2 separate regions of the Hordeum vulgare genome follow, and region 1 is linked to region 2. A link is a contact called in public Hi-C data. All regions are on one chromosome and are shown on one strand. Each heading gives the region's core, a stretch centred on a gene start, on an enhancer-like site or on the middle of the called end of the contact. The rest is flanking DNA. Distances are from core to core; before and after follow the strand shown.

The links. A called contact is a pair of places that touch in the nucleus more often than the background predicts.
Region 1: a Hi-C map of leaf shows a contact between it and region 2, with 2.0 times the contacts expected there. The contact joins the promoter of LOC123452830 here to the promoter of LOC123395342 in region 2. A contact is called at or near these places in 3 of 6 Hi-C or Micro-C datasets (leaf and seedling).

What each region holds. Positions count from the first base shown.
Region 1 is chr5H:332,688,491-332,695,143 of MorexV3_pseudomolecules_assembly, forward strand. It overlaps LOC123452830 (clathrin heavy chain 1-like), which reads right to left and starts at 1,633. Exons shown (of 30, transcript XM_045129553.1): 1 at 1,460-1,633; 2 at 1,114-1,318. The coding sequence starts at 1,504.
Region 2 is chr5H:332,481,293-332,487,602 of MorexV3_pseudomolecules_assembly, forward strand. It overlaps LOC123395342 (mRNA turnover protein 4 homolog), which reads left to right and starts at 2,913. Exons shown (of 8, transcript XM_045090336.1): 1 at 2,913-3,060; 2 at 3,392-3,560; 3 at 3,831-3,921; 4 at 4,018-4,076; 5 at 4,180-4,240; 6 at 4,968-5,058; 7 at 5,141-5,217; 8 at 5,621-5,889. The coding sequence starts at 3,033. The coding sequence ends at 5,749.

The DNA.
Region 1 (6,653 bases), core at 383-2,882, 210 kb after region 2:
CATTCAATTTAAAAAAGAATAGACAGAAAGCCTCTTCATAGCACATTAGGAAGCGGTGGAAACCAAAATCTTTGAAAATATTAACACAGGCCTTGGTGGGCTCCACCATTTAGAAGGAAGGCCCTTCTCCCATAGTTTAAGCTCAACAGGGTATAGAAGCTCTGTGCCTGGGGTAATTCCATTGTACATCCCATTTAGGCCTAGCAGTGTACGTAATTTGCATGTTCCCCCATGTCCATATCTTGTGCATATTTCGTTTTAGTTGTTAATACTATTCATACCGTTGGACCGCACCCTACAGTTTTCTCTCAAAACTAAGGTAGCATTTTCCTTGACAAAAATAGACCGTAAACAATACAAGCAGATCCAGTTCGTGGAGAAGTCATCAATTCAATGAGAACAACAGCATACAAGTACTTGCACAAGTTCATATATTAACTCCTATATACGATGACCCATCCAAAGTCCAAGCTAAGCTCAACTATAGGGAATCTACGTTGTGGTCATGGTTACAGTATAGACAAAATAGACGCCATGCAATCCATGGGAACTCTGATCTCAGAGCACAACCAATAAGCAGCTATCATACGCATTTAAAGTGTAGGATTTCAGTACACATCAGCACAAGCTAGAAAGGATGTATGTGACCTTTCATTGGAGCATTCACTTTTCAAATTCTAGAACATATGTATTCATCGCAATTCAACGGCAAGTTTAAGATATTAGATCACCAAGCTGTCTTTCTGACATTGGCATATTATTATAACGGAATTATCTATATATGCAAAAGATGACAAGCCATTAGTGCACCTTAGGGCTCGTAGCTTGAAAAAGATCAAGCATATTCGTCACTGAGATACTGTGCTATTTGTCATTACAAGTATGTAACTAAATTGTCAATCGCCACTCTAAACTATCAGATCCCCAGCTGGAACTTGATCGTGGGCTTCTATGCAAATTAATAGCCACTGGACCATTTGCACATTGTACTAAGTACGGAGCTACAGGATGAGATCACCGCCCAATTCTGACAGATCCTGCGGCAGACTAGGATGGAAGCCGCGGCACGTACGGAAACGAGATCCCAAAGGCAGAGGGGTCGGCGAGATCTACCTTTGAGCGCGAGGATCCTGGTGTTGGGGTTCATGAGCGCGGAGTCGGCGGTAATGGGCCTGCGGAGGGGCTGGCTAGGCATGGCCATGTCGATGATGACGACGCTATTCTGCGGCGAGGTCTCCCGCACGCAGATGTACCTGTCCGACTCCATGGTGACATGGGTGAAGGTGATGAACTGCGGCGCGATCCCCAGGCTCGTGAGCTGCAAGCAACAACAGCATGGACGACGGTTCAGTCAGTCAGTCGAGTCGGTCGGCCGCGAGCTCCGGCCCCTGCCGGGAGATCTGATCTGACTCCCGGAGGGGGGTGCGGAAGCGGACAGCAGGATGCGCGCGCGTGTTACCGTGAGGGCCTCGCGCATGGCGATGGGGGCGTTGGCCGCCGCCATGGCGGCAGACGGCGGTGGCGAGAGGACGCAGTCGGAGGGGAGGGGAGGGGGGTCGGTCGTGCGTCGTCTCGCCCGGCCGGTGCGAGCGAGCGAGCGAGAGATCGGATCTGATCTGAGGACGGGAGGAGGAGGAACCAACGGGGCAGAGAAGATGGGTGGAATTTTTAGTAGTGGGGTGTCTGTTGGAAGTCTTTTGCACATTTGCCCTCCAGTGTCTCCGTAATGATAGCGGTGCACGCTAAGCTACCAAGTACAGCATGTTTGTTTGAGTATCTAATTACCAAAAGTGCGAAAGAATTTAGAATTAATATGCTTTTAGATCTCCTGTCAAAGAAATGGATAAAGTTAATCAACATTTAAGAGCTCACACTTCATGCATCGCCTTATCTTACATCTTACTCCTTGTGTATCAAAATAATTATAGTTGGAGGAAACTAGTCTAGCTCTCCCCAACTACAAGTAATTCGGTATAGAAGGAATACATCTTACAATTTTTTTTAAAAAAACTAGCAATTCTCTTAACATGCACATCGTTCGCATCAACAATGATGTCACATAAGCGTTCGGTTTTCACATTTACAAAGTGTTGGCACCGTTAAGTGAAAATAACTATTTATGTGTCCACGTTGTCATCTTTTTTCAAACTATTGTCGTGTGTCTCCGACTTGATGATTTTTTTGTACTCACCTATCGGAGCGAGAGTTTTAAAAGTTTCCTGATGTACTATAGAGCTAGCCACTTTGTTCATGGGTTGTCCGAGTGAGAGTTTCAAATGTTATGTATGTTCTAAGCCCATTCTTTATTGTGTATCCATCTTTCCCGTGCACGCCCTATGTTGCCCTATCCGGTCGTCGTCGCTCTCCGCCGGTCTCCGCGCAGTCCAACAACGAATCGCCGACTTTGATACTATGCTCCCCAGCCAGTACCTCGGCCAGCCGTCGGACGCTTCCTTGACAATCTCTGAGTTAGCCATCGTCATGTTAGAAGCTCTCCCGGACACCAGTTGCGGTTGGCGTTCCTCCTCCTACTATCGTTGCCACGACCGACAATTCCTCGGCCACAAATGTGCATTAACTCACATCCCGCTACCACTCTAAATCGACCACAATGTAGCCACAAATGCATATGAAACGGCTCCGCACGACACATATTTCATCGCTCATCATTACCTTGCACTCCATCAAGCTACAAACCCGAAAGAAAATGTGTTCAAATACCCCATATGTAGTCCCATCATCATCCAGCTCGCACGCCTTCTCGTGTTGCATATGATAGAGGGTTCCGGCCTCGTAGCAGACTATTATTTCTACCATCCTCAAGTTGTCAAGTGATACTTTCTGTTTGTGTGATCCGATAACGGAACAGAAAGTACCCCACGCCTATTCCCCCAAAAAAGTGACCCTGGATTATCGAGTTCCCTTGAAGCGGTCACTAGCAAGCAATAGTATGGAGTAATTCCATCTTTTGACTGAATCAATCAAGTAAATGGTGATGAAATACTTATAATGAAAAGAGGTACTTCCTTCGTCACGGTTTAGAAGGCACGGTTAGACTTGCGTGCGTTTCCAAAATAGACAAAGATTAAGGCACGTTGCATTTACTCCTAGCAGCTAACTAGTACTCCGTGGTACTACTTCTATATGCATGTATAGTGTGAATGCTATTTTTTAACTCATTTCACAGCCAATCAATAACCACCTAGGTCCTAGAGAATTTGCATGCACGCCTTCTAAACCGTGACGGAGGGAGTACGTGTATGAGGTGTTTTAATGCTTACAATCATTTATTTGTATTGGGACCAAATAGTTTCATAATTTGTGCGCTGGAAGTCACCCACTGAGATGTGCTTGTTACAAACCGAAGTGGGGGATGTGTCCAAATAACATTTTGACCGGCATGAGTCATGCATCAAGAATCAATTGTGCTACTGAAGGCCCTATTCGTCGAGCAGGGTTGCCTCGATAATTCAGATTATAATAATCAGACAAGAGCTTTTGATTTTTAACAACTACACCTCATGAATCCCAGGGATTTGATCCATGTTACCATACTAAACCTTTCTGTCATGTGGTGTTCAGAATAACAGTTCACGTTCTCCCTATCCTTATCATTTATGTGACTCGCTCTCTATGATCCTGGGTACATGCAGGGATGAAGAACACGGACAAGGCAAAAGACATATATGGAAAAAGAAGTCACACGTACATGACCATAATTCAAAGCTCTTCCATTGATCCTCACAACAAATACACAGGGTTGTAAGGCCTATCTCTCAACCAATACTTTACTGAACTACTCACACATGGAGTTCAGATCACATGACGAAAACATTAAAGAACGCATCTTTAAGATTGATTTATTGTAATATGTATTACAATGGTTGCCTTATGCGATGCACGATTACAAGTATGAATTAGAGGAAGATGGACTATGTGGTGATGGTGGCTACAGAGATGGAAACTGCGACGGATATGGTTGATGGAAGGGGATGAAGATGATTTTGTTATGGCTCAAACCCTTTACAAAAGTTGTTTAGGTGGACGAGGAGCCTCAGAATCCACACCATACGACCGGTCACGGTCGTATGTAACGTTGTCTTTTGCTCTCTGGCTTGTGGTGCGCCTACTCCTGATTTACTCTATCTCCACTGTTCCTCATTTCCATGTTCCTACATGATGTCTTTCCTTTCTAGCCAATTTCTTATGGAAACACATCAAAGAGATGATTTATGGAATCATTTGCATTCATTAGTCATTAGTACCAATACCAGAGCGAATATATCGGTTTTGGTGAAATGTCTCGGTTTAAACAAAGGGTGAATGAGTGTAAAAATATCACTCATCAACTCCCCAAAGATTAAACTAGATCATCTTTGAGCAACATAAGGAGAAATATGGATCATAAGGAACTCAATTGTTTAAACCAAAATAACGAGAAGCTTTTGGTTCACTTACGATCGGTATGCCTAGATAGACTTATGCTTCTTGACGTGAAAACTTAGCATAGTTGTGGCTGTGGCATGGTTTATTATGCAAGTGTTAGTTAAGAAAAAATATTCAACACAAAGTTTTTGATCAACTAGATAAAACAACTTTGCAACACTCGATTCTATTTTTTTTAAACAACACTTGCTTGTTGGAAATGCATGGAAGAGTTTTGTTTGATAGAGACAACGTAGATTAGGGAGTGAAAGGCATGTAGAAAACATGATGCTTTAGTGCTCGTGAACATACCTACACTTATACCTCCCCTTAAGGCTCCCAAGAACTTCATTTCAATCATTGTTTGCTGGAATTTTGGTTCTCACGTGAAGGGGATTATGCCAAATAGTGATCATGTATATAGTTTCATTGTGGCTTAATTTTAGGAACTATGGATCTTCAATAAATGTCTCTCTGAGCTCTTATGATCAGCTCTAGGCATTTGCCACATACACACTTATTCAAGGGAAAGCAGAATAATATAGGGACATTTACATTTTTTTCCTAACTTCGCCCCGACCTCATCTTTACCCCTAAAATAAATCGGTGCTCAACTATACCCCTCTTCCGTCTATGACGCTAATGAAAATACCCCTTTGTACCCTTTTCGTCTGGTCAAAGTGCTTTGACCACGTTAGGTGGTTATTCTAGACATCTTTGCCCCTTCCTTCTTACATGTGGGGCATGCACGCATCTCTCCAGCCCCATCTCATTTCCCCCTTCTCTTCTCTTCTGTTCTCTCTCGCGACACAAACCCTAACCCTAGTTCATCGATTTCCCCTATCGCGACGGTTGCCGAGGGCGAGCTCGTGGATCCAGATGTGGAGGCGGTGGATCTGATTGCCCTGCTCATCGTCGGTCTTTAGAAGTGGTAGGAGCGGCGGCGACCAGACGGAATGGCCGCTGTTCATGGTAGCGGCAGGGGCAGCACGGCGACGACTACAAGGGCGGTTCCAAGAGGGTATGTCTCTATGCGCACTCATCATTTGCTTGCATGCGCGCTTGTTTAGGGTAATTTCGTCAAGGGCTCCCGCGTTTGTGCTCTGTTCATGAACTTACTTTTTCTTTTTGAATATTTGTCGTAGGATGGACTCAGTAGAGCGTTTAATCTGAACTGTAGAATGGAAACAAGTGTGTTAGGCAGTTCTGGTACCAAAGGATCTGGCACAGGGTTTTCTTTCCCATTGGTTGTTGATTGTACATCAACTTTTATCAAGTTTAGAAGTGCTATATCAGAGAAATATCCATGGGGGTTATATGATGTTGTTGAAATTAGGTATTGGGACATGGCAAATACTGCTTGGGTGCCTGTCCATTGTGATGATGAGCTAGCTATCATGTTTGGAACATATTCAGAAAGTAAGTCAGCGGAGATTGAAATCAATGTAATACAAAGAATCAGAGGAGAGATTGAGAGGAGAACTACTAGATCACAAGCTAAAAGTTCTCAAGCTAGGTGCAGCCACACAAGAGGGAGAGGTAGTTCTGGTGGCAGAGGTAGTTCTGGTGGTAGGAATGCAGTAAATTCAGAGGCTAGTTCAGTACATGAACCAACCGGAGCTGGTCCTAGCAGTAGCAAACAATCAGATGTTGCTCCTATCATAGAAGAGGAAGCTCCTGATGATGTTCCCACAAATGATGAGGATGAAATCTTGCATCCAGAATTTGTAATTGGGAAAGTTCCCAAGGGGAAAGAGGCAGTTCCAGAAGATGAAGATGCTATCCCCCTCCCTCAATTTGAAGAGACGGATTCAGATGATAGAGAGGAGGATTATGACATGGCTTATTCTGAGAGTTCTTATGAGAATAGGGTAGAAGTGCAATTTAACAGAGATGATCCTTCTTTGGTAGAAGGAACTATATTCTCTGATGTGATAGAATGCAGAAATGCACTAACAACTTTCTCAATCAAGACACAAAGTGAGTTCAAAATTGACAAAAGTGAGTCAGGTAGATTGACAGTTCACTGTGCATATCCAAGGTGTAAGTAGAGGATGCATGCCTCCTTAATGAGAAATAGAAAATTATTTCAGGTACTAGCAAGAGGAAATAACAATACTAATTGCATCTTATTTGTTGTTTGGGACCTTGTTGTTTCAGCACATACAACTGTAGAATTTCTATGCTCGTTTGTTTGTCTGACTTGCTTGTTAATTGTAATTGCAGGT
Region 2 (6,310 bases), core at 1,663-4,162:
CAAAGGTACGAAGATGCTCTCATCCCTCTCTCGTTGTTGGTTTCTCCATAGGAAGATCTATGTATGGCGTAGGAAAATTTTGAATTTTTGCTACATTACCCAACAAGCACCTCATCGAACTTGGCGTTCATCTTGGTGTCGAATTTCTTCTCCATACCTTCGAGCTTGTCCATGGCCTCTCTAAAGGTGATCACGAAATCCTGTACCTGGTCAGACATCATTTGCTGAAATTTGTCAAGGAGCTCCCGGTTGGTCAGGTTCTCCAAGTCGATCTCCTCGTCGTGTGATCCTGGCATGGTTTGGAGCAATAGGAACACAGAAGAATATGAACCTACCGACTACTAAGAAGTGGTGGTGGCGGTGGTGGTGTGTCACAAATCCGTCAAGCAAATCTCAATTTCTTACCAATTCTTACCCAGCAGCAGGTGGCTATCGGCAACCGGTGTAGTCAATACTCTCAAAGCTTGGATAGAGCGATTGCCAGGTGGTGTCAAACACACGATGTAGATGTATGTGGATCTGGAAAGGCTTATAATATGGTAGCAAGAAGGGTGAGCAATAATCAGTTCAGAGATACAAAATTGAAAAGACGCTCAACGACGGTACCGTGCTGGTCCTAGGCTAGACCGTACTAGAGACGCCAGCCTAGAATACCAACGAAGTCACGATGACACGTACTAATCAAGGGAAGAGCCACTCTGATTTTTTCCTCCTTTTTTGCGCTCTTTTTTTTCTCTCCAGAAAATCACTATAATGGCGAGTGTCTCAAAACTCTTCCCAAGCACAAAAAACAGGATAGGCACGAATTTGTTTTGACATTTTTTTTTATTTCTGGAGCAATTCGGGGCTGCGACGACGAAAAATTGCGATAAAAATCACTATGATGGCGAGTGTCTCAAAACTCTCTAAAAAGCCTAACAAAACGATATGGGAAAAAAATTTCACCCCTCGAAATTTTGGCCTAAAAAATGCTCTGGAAAGCCTAACAAAACTCTCTTATTTTTTTTTATTTTTTTTCCGAAACCTACTCAGGTAAGGAAACGCGAAACCGAAAGCAAAAAGATCTCAAAATTAACCTAAAGCATAAAGGATTGTGGTGGATATATGGTGGTGGTATATGACAGGAAGGATAATGGTGGCGTGGTGGTGGTATATGGCAGCAACGATGATGGTAGCGTGGAGGTGGTATATGGCAGCGATGAAAGATGGTGCAGTGGCGGTGTGATAACCTGTGAACAGAACTCGAAACTCTAAAGAACTAGACACTAAGACCAGCAACTCGACACGACGATGTAACCGCAATTTCAACAAAGCAAACTACTGAAAAGACTATGCAAAGGCTCAGATTGGTTCGGATATGATGATCTAACCCTAATTTTTTTGGCTTTTTTGTGGACTATAGGTATGAAGAACAGACGCGATCTAACTACGAAAAACTGGTAAAATCTCACCGAGCAACCTGAAAACCTGATACCACTTGATAAAGGCGAAGTTGTCCGTGTCTTTTGATGAGATCGTGGGTATCGTTTTGGTGGAGTAGACTTTAACGATCCGACTACGAACGTGTGAGGACGTCGTGCCTTAGCAATCGCTAAACCAACTCCGAGAGGTTATTGGCCATGCTGGAGCACGATCAACCTGACCACGAAGGTCTGTTTCCTGCACGCAAACAAAGAACAAGCAAGAAACCAAGATGCAATCAAGATATTGCGAATATAAGAGGAAAACTTTATTGATGAAGGTGGGGTTCTGTGATGCCTTTGTCTGGTCGTAGAACACAAACGAAGAACGCGAAGTTGCAGCTATGGCGAACTTGTAATCTAAACAAAACCCAAGTCTAAACGGTGCCCTAAGGGTTGTATATATGAGGGAATAGAGAGGCAATTTCGTGACCCTTAGAGGAGGGGTCCAAAAACAGCCCTAAACTCGGTTTCCCCACACATACGGACTCTAAAAATAGCCTATATTATAGTATTTCGAAATTACATGGGCCTCGGCCAAAAATAAGGTGGCGCAACACCTATAATAGCCTATGGATGAAATTTATAAAGTGACATCTTGAATATTTCGTCCAAAGCCTTCATGCTCTCCTTATGGTGGCTTTAGAGTGCGAAAATCACCAGTGGAAGCTTCATTGTTCTCTCGCGCGCGTGCACCTTCTTCTTCATGCTTGATCCCGCTCCAACGGATATCCTTCTTGTCCATGCTAGGTCCTTCATTCAAGAACACAACAAAGTATCTAACTTGGACAGCATCATATGTTCATGAACATTAGAAGTATTTCCAAGAAATGAAAGTACCTGGTAATTCAATTGGCGTGCACGAGTTCTAGTAACTGGTCCAGTATGTACAGCAGCTGGGGCTGTGGGTGTAACAATGGTGTTGATGTCCTCATCAGTCAGGACGCGAGCTGCCATAACGCAGCACCGGGTTGCCGGCTTCCAGTATTAGTCTATGCCGGCGACTCACAGTCGAGGCATGTTTTCGGTCTGCAGTGAAGCAGCGGTTGAATATAGTGCAGAAATGGATAAGAGAAGGTTTGAGACGAATGACTGGATAGAAAGATGCTCCATCTTTTACGGTCTATGGGACACGCTCGAGTAAACGAGGTGGTGGATGTTTTGCGAGATCCGTCCGGTGAGCAAGAAGTATTTTCCATTTAGTATATCTCAAAATATAAACGAAATTAAAGAAAAAACGGTGCGTGGCATCAACGTGGGAAGTCCACATGGATACTCGGCCGGGCCATTACCGGCTGTCTCGCAGCAAGCGAGACATAGAAAAAATGTTCGTAAAGATTAATGGGCCAGGCTAAGTGCGAATGGGGATAGTCGGGCCTGTTCTGGTCCAACAGAGGCCTGCCCTGCGGCCTCTCTCCCCTTCGTCGAGCGGCGCAACACTAAACAAAAGCCGGCAGGACGAGAGAGAGAGAACCCTCTCAAAACCCTAGAACACTAGGCACTGCCACCGCCGCCGCCGCCGCCGCTACTCCCAGGACAGCAGCCAAGGAAGACGAATCCAAAGCCTCCGCCATGCCGAAATCCAAGCGCAATCGCTCAGGTCAGCTCACTCGCTCCGTTCCGCTGCCCTCAGTCCCCCCCTCCTGCCTCTGCTCGCTTCCTTGATTCGACCAAACCTGTGTATCTGGATTAGTTCCCACAACCAGTAGTGTTTATATGCTCTAGTTTACTGCAATACTCTAGATGATGATCTGTGCCTCTCCTTGGAACCTATTTGAACCTAAATCTCTGCTAATCAAGAACTGAAACCCAAGTTCCAGCGAGCAAGATTTTCTTTTTTTCTTTTTTCGAGGTATCATTTTTTGTTTTGTTTTGTTTTATAATTTATATCATGTCATGCTAAAAAATTCGATGCTTGATGATGGACGCAGTCACCTTGTCGAAGACCAAGAAGAAGCCGGGCCTAGAGCGTAAGGGCAAGGTGGTCACGGAGATAAAAGACGCGATTGAGCGCCACAGCAGCGCCTATGTCTTCACCTACAACAATATGAGGAATCAGAAGCTCAAGGCCCTCAGGGACCAACTCAAGTCATCTAGCCGGTAGGTTCCACTCTTTATTTGCTACTACTAATTACAGTATCCGTTATGCTGTGTCATCTCTACTGCTATCCAAGATCAATGTAGGATATGGTTGGGTTGGAACCTTTTCCTTCACAACAGTGACCGATTTCCAAACGTTAACAGCAGTTATTGCTGTTGAATCAACACAAGTTACTTTCGCTCGTTGATACAGGCTGCTTTGTTTTGCTAGACAGTACCTTGGAACCCTGATAAAGTGATAAGTCACTTTCGTACAATTTTTTTTCTCAGGATATTCCTTGCTGGAAAGAAGGTCATGCAGATAGCATTGGGGCGGTCACCTGCTGATGAAGCTAAGACAGGCCTGCATAAACTCTCCAAGGTGATTCATCCTTCGCCAGTATTTGGTATATACTGTTAAGTGTAATCCACACCATCCTTGTGAGGTTTTAGCTGACAGCAACTTTTCTGTATCTAGTTCCTTCAAGGTGCTTCTGGATTGTTATTTACGAATCTCCCAAGGGATGATGTCGAGAGGTAGCCCCATATTGTAGTTTTTAGCTTTGCACATTGTTGCTAATGCATGCTTGCTTACTTGGTGCGGCTCTAGTAAAGTTATCATCATAAATCATGTGTGCAGATTATTCCGAGAATTTGAGGCGAATGATTTTGCGAGGACAGGAAGTATTGCGACTCAAACGGTATTACTTCTGTTTCCATGTTCATGGACTTGTGGTCAAGCTTTTAGGACAATGTTAAGCTATTAGTAATTCTGGACATGTAATTAGTACTGGTAATACTCTCTTTTCTGATATAAAGGTTACTTATTTTGCAAAACCTGACAGGCCTAAAGTGGTCAATCGTTCCAATCTTACCCCTAATTAAATGTCGGTCCTAAAGCAGACGCATGTTATGCTGGCCTTTCTTGCTACAGACTGTGGGGGAGATGGGAAATGTAGAAGTAACCGCATGATAGTTCTGGGGATTAAGTTATTACACCAGTTTTACAGACGCTGCATCGCTGCATTTAAAAACTTTGTAACAGCTGGTGTGGGTATTTTTGGTAGAATTGGCGTGAGATTGATGGGATGCCTTCTATTAGTAATTGCATGAAAAAAAATCACATGCCCTATTGCACGGAACAGAGGGAGTATGACTTAGTGAAATGAAGGTCGACATCCTTCCTGTGTAGATTCAGTTTAATAATACTCCATTTGAAAGAAGTATTTATGGTGGCTGCCAAGTTTGAATAGAGCATACCAATGAGTGGTAGTCTGAAGTTGGTGTTATTCTTAAAGTTAGTACAAAGTTGAGTCACTTATTTTGGGTACAAAGTTGAGTCACTTATTTTGGGACGGAGGGAGTATTAAATAGCACTTGTTTCTTGTATGAGTTGGCTAACAAACTTGTAACTTTATGATGCCTCAGGTTGAGCTAAAGGAAGGCCCTCTGGAAAAGTTTTCACATGAAATGGAACCCTTTCTGCGCAAGCAAGGACTGCCAGTTCGCCTAAACAAAGGTTTGTACTTCCCTTTCATGCAGATGCTTGAAGCTACCAAGCAAAATCGTTGGAATTTATAAAGTTGACCGTGTTGGTGCAGGTGTTGTTGAATTGGTTGCAGATCATGTCGTATGTGAAGAAGGGAAGCCCCTTTCACCAGAAGCAGCACACACTCTGGTATGTATGGCATATTGTGCAGTGCTACCTGACATATATTAGTTAAAAATAACAAGACAGATACTGAGCATGTGCTATCATCATATGATCAAGCTACGGGAAGCAGCAGTATAGTTTCCCAGTAATGCCATGTTGGTTAGCTATATGTCTGGCAAAACATAGAGGCAGATGGCACCCTCTTTGTACGCTGTAGCAATTACCACAGTATTCGCTACTGTGTGCAGCGGATGCGGGCTTCATGCCCCGTGTCTGGGGCCTAGACCCGCCACTGGATGGCACTGTGTTCCAAACTTCAAAATACCACATTTTTTATCCTTGATAGCACTGGAATCATGGCTCCCCTTGTTTTGCAAACTGGGATCTGTTTCTTTGCACTGAGACCAAATTGATTTCTTCGTTGCAGCGCGTGCTTGGGACGAAGATGGCGACATTCCGACTGTACCTTGTCTGCCGCTGGTCCTCGGATGACTTTGAAGTGTACAAGGAAGGCTTGGCGCACCTGGGAGGTGAGGAAGATGACGAGTCTTCTTAAGGTTGTTGGACCATGGTTGCGTGCTTGTTGTCTAGCTGTTTTCAGACAGTTTTGTGCCATGCCTTTGTACCCTTAATTTGACAGGAATCTCAAATATATGATATGACCCAGTTGGGCATATTGTGAGTGCTCTACTGTTATAGGTTATCTTAGTCCTGGTTGCTCGGTGATGTTGCGCCTATACTCATGCAAGTAGTTCGGTTCATGTGATGGTGGATCCACCTGTGTGATGTTTTGTGCTGCACTTGTGGTCGTCGCTATGGAAGTAAACCTGAGAATGGTTTCATACTTGAATCATATTTAAAGGGGCTGCTACGCGTCAGCCGGCGGATTCTTTGAAAAGATCCACCACCTCGTAAGTCGTCGGATCTCATGAATCGAATGGTTGAGCGTCATCATGTACTATTGTAACATAGGTTGTGTTGCAGAAACACGGGTCATGTTATAGAATTTTGTCAAAAAAATATCTGTAACAGAAACTTTACAGAAGTTAAGGTCTTAATGTAGAATTATTCTGCAACTAAGATCAAGTTTGTAGAAATATTTTACAACAAAGGTCTT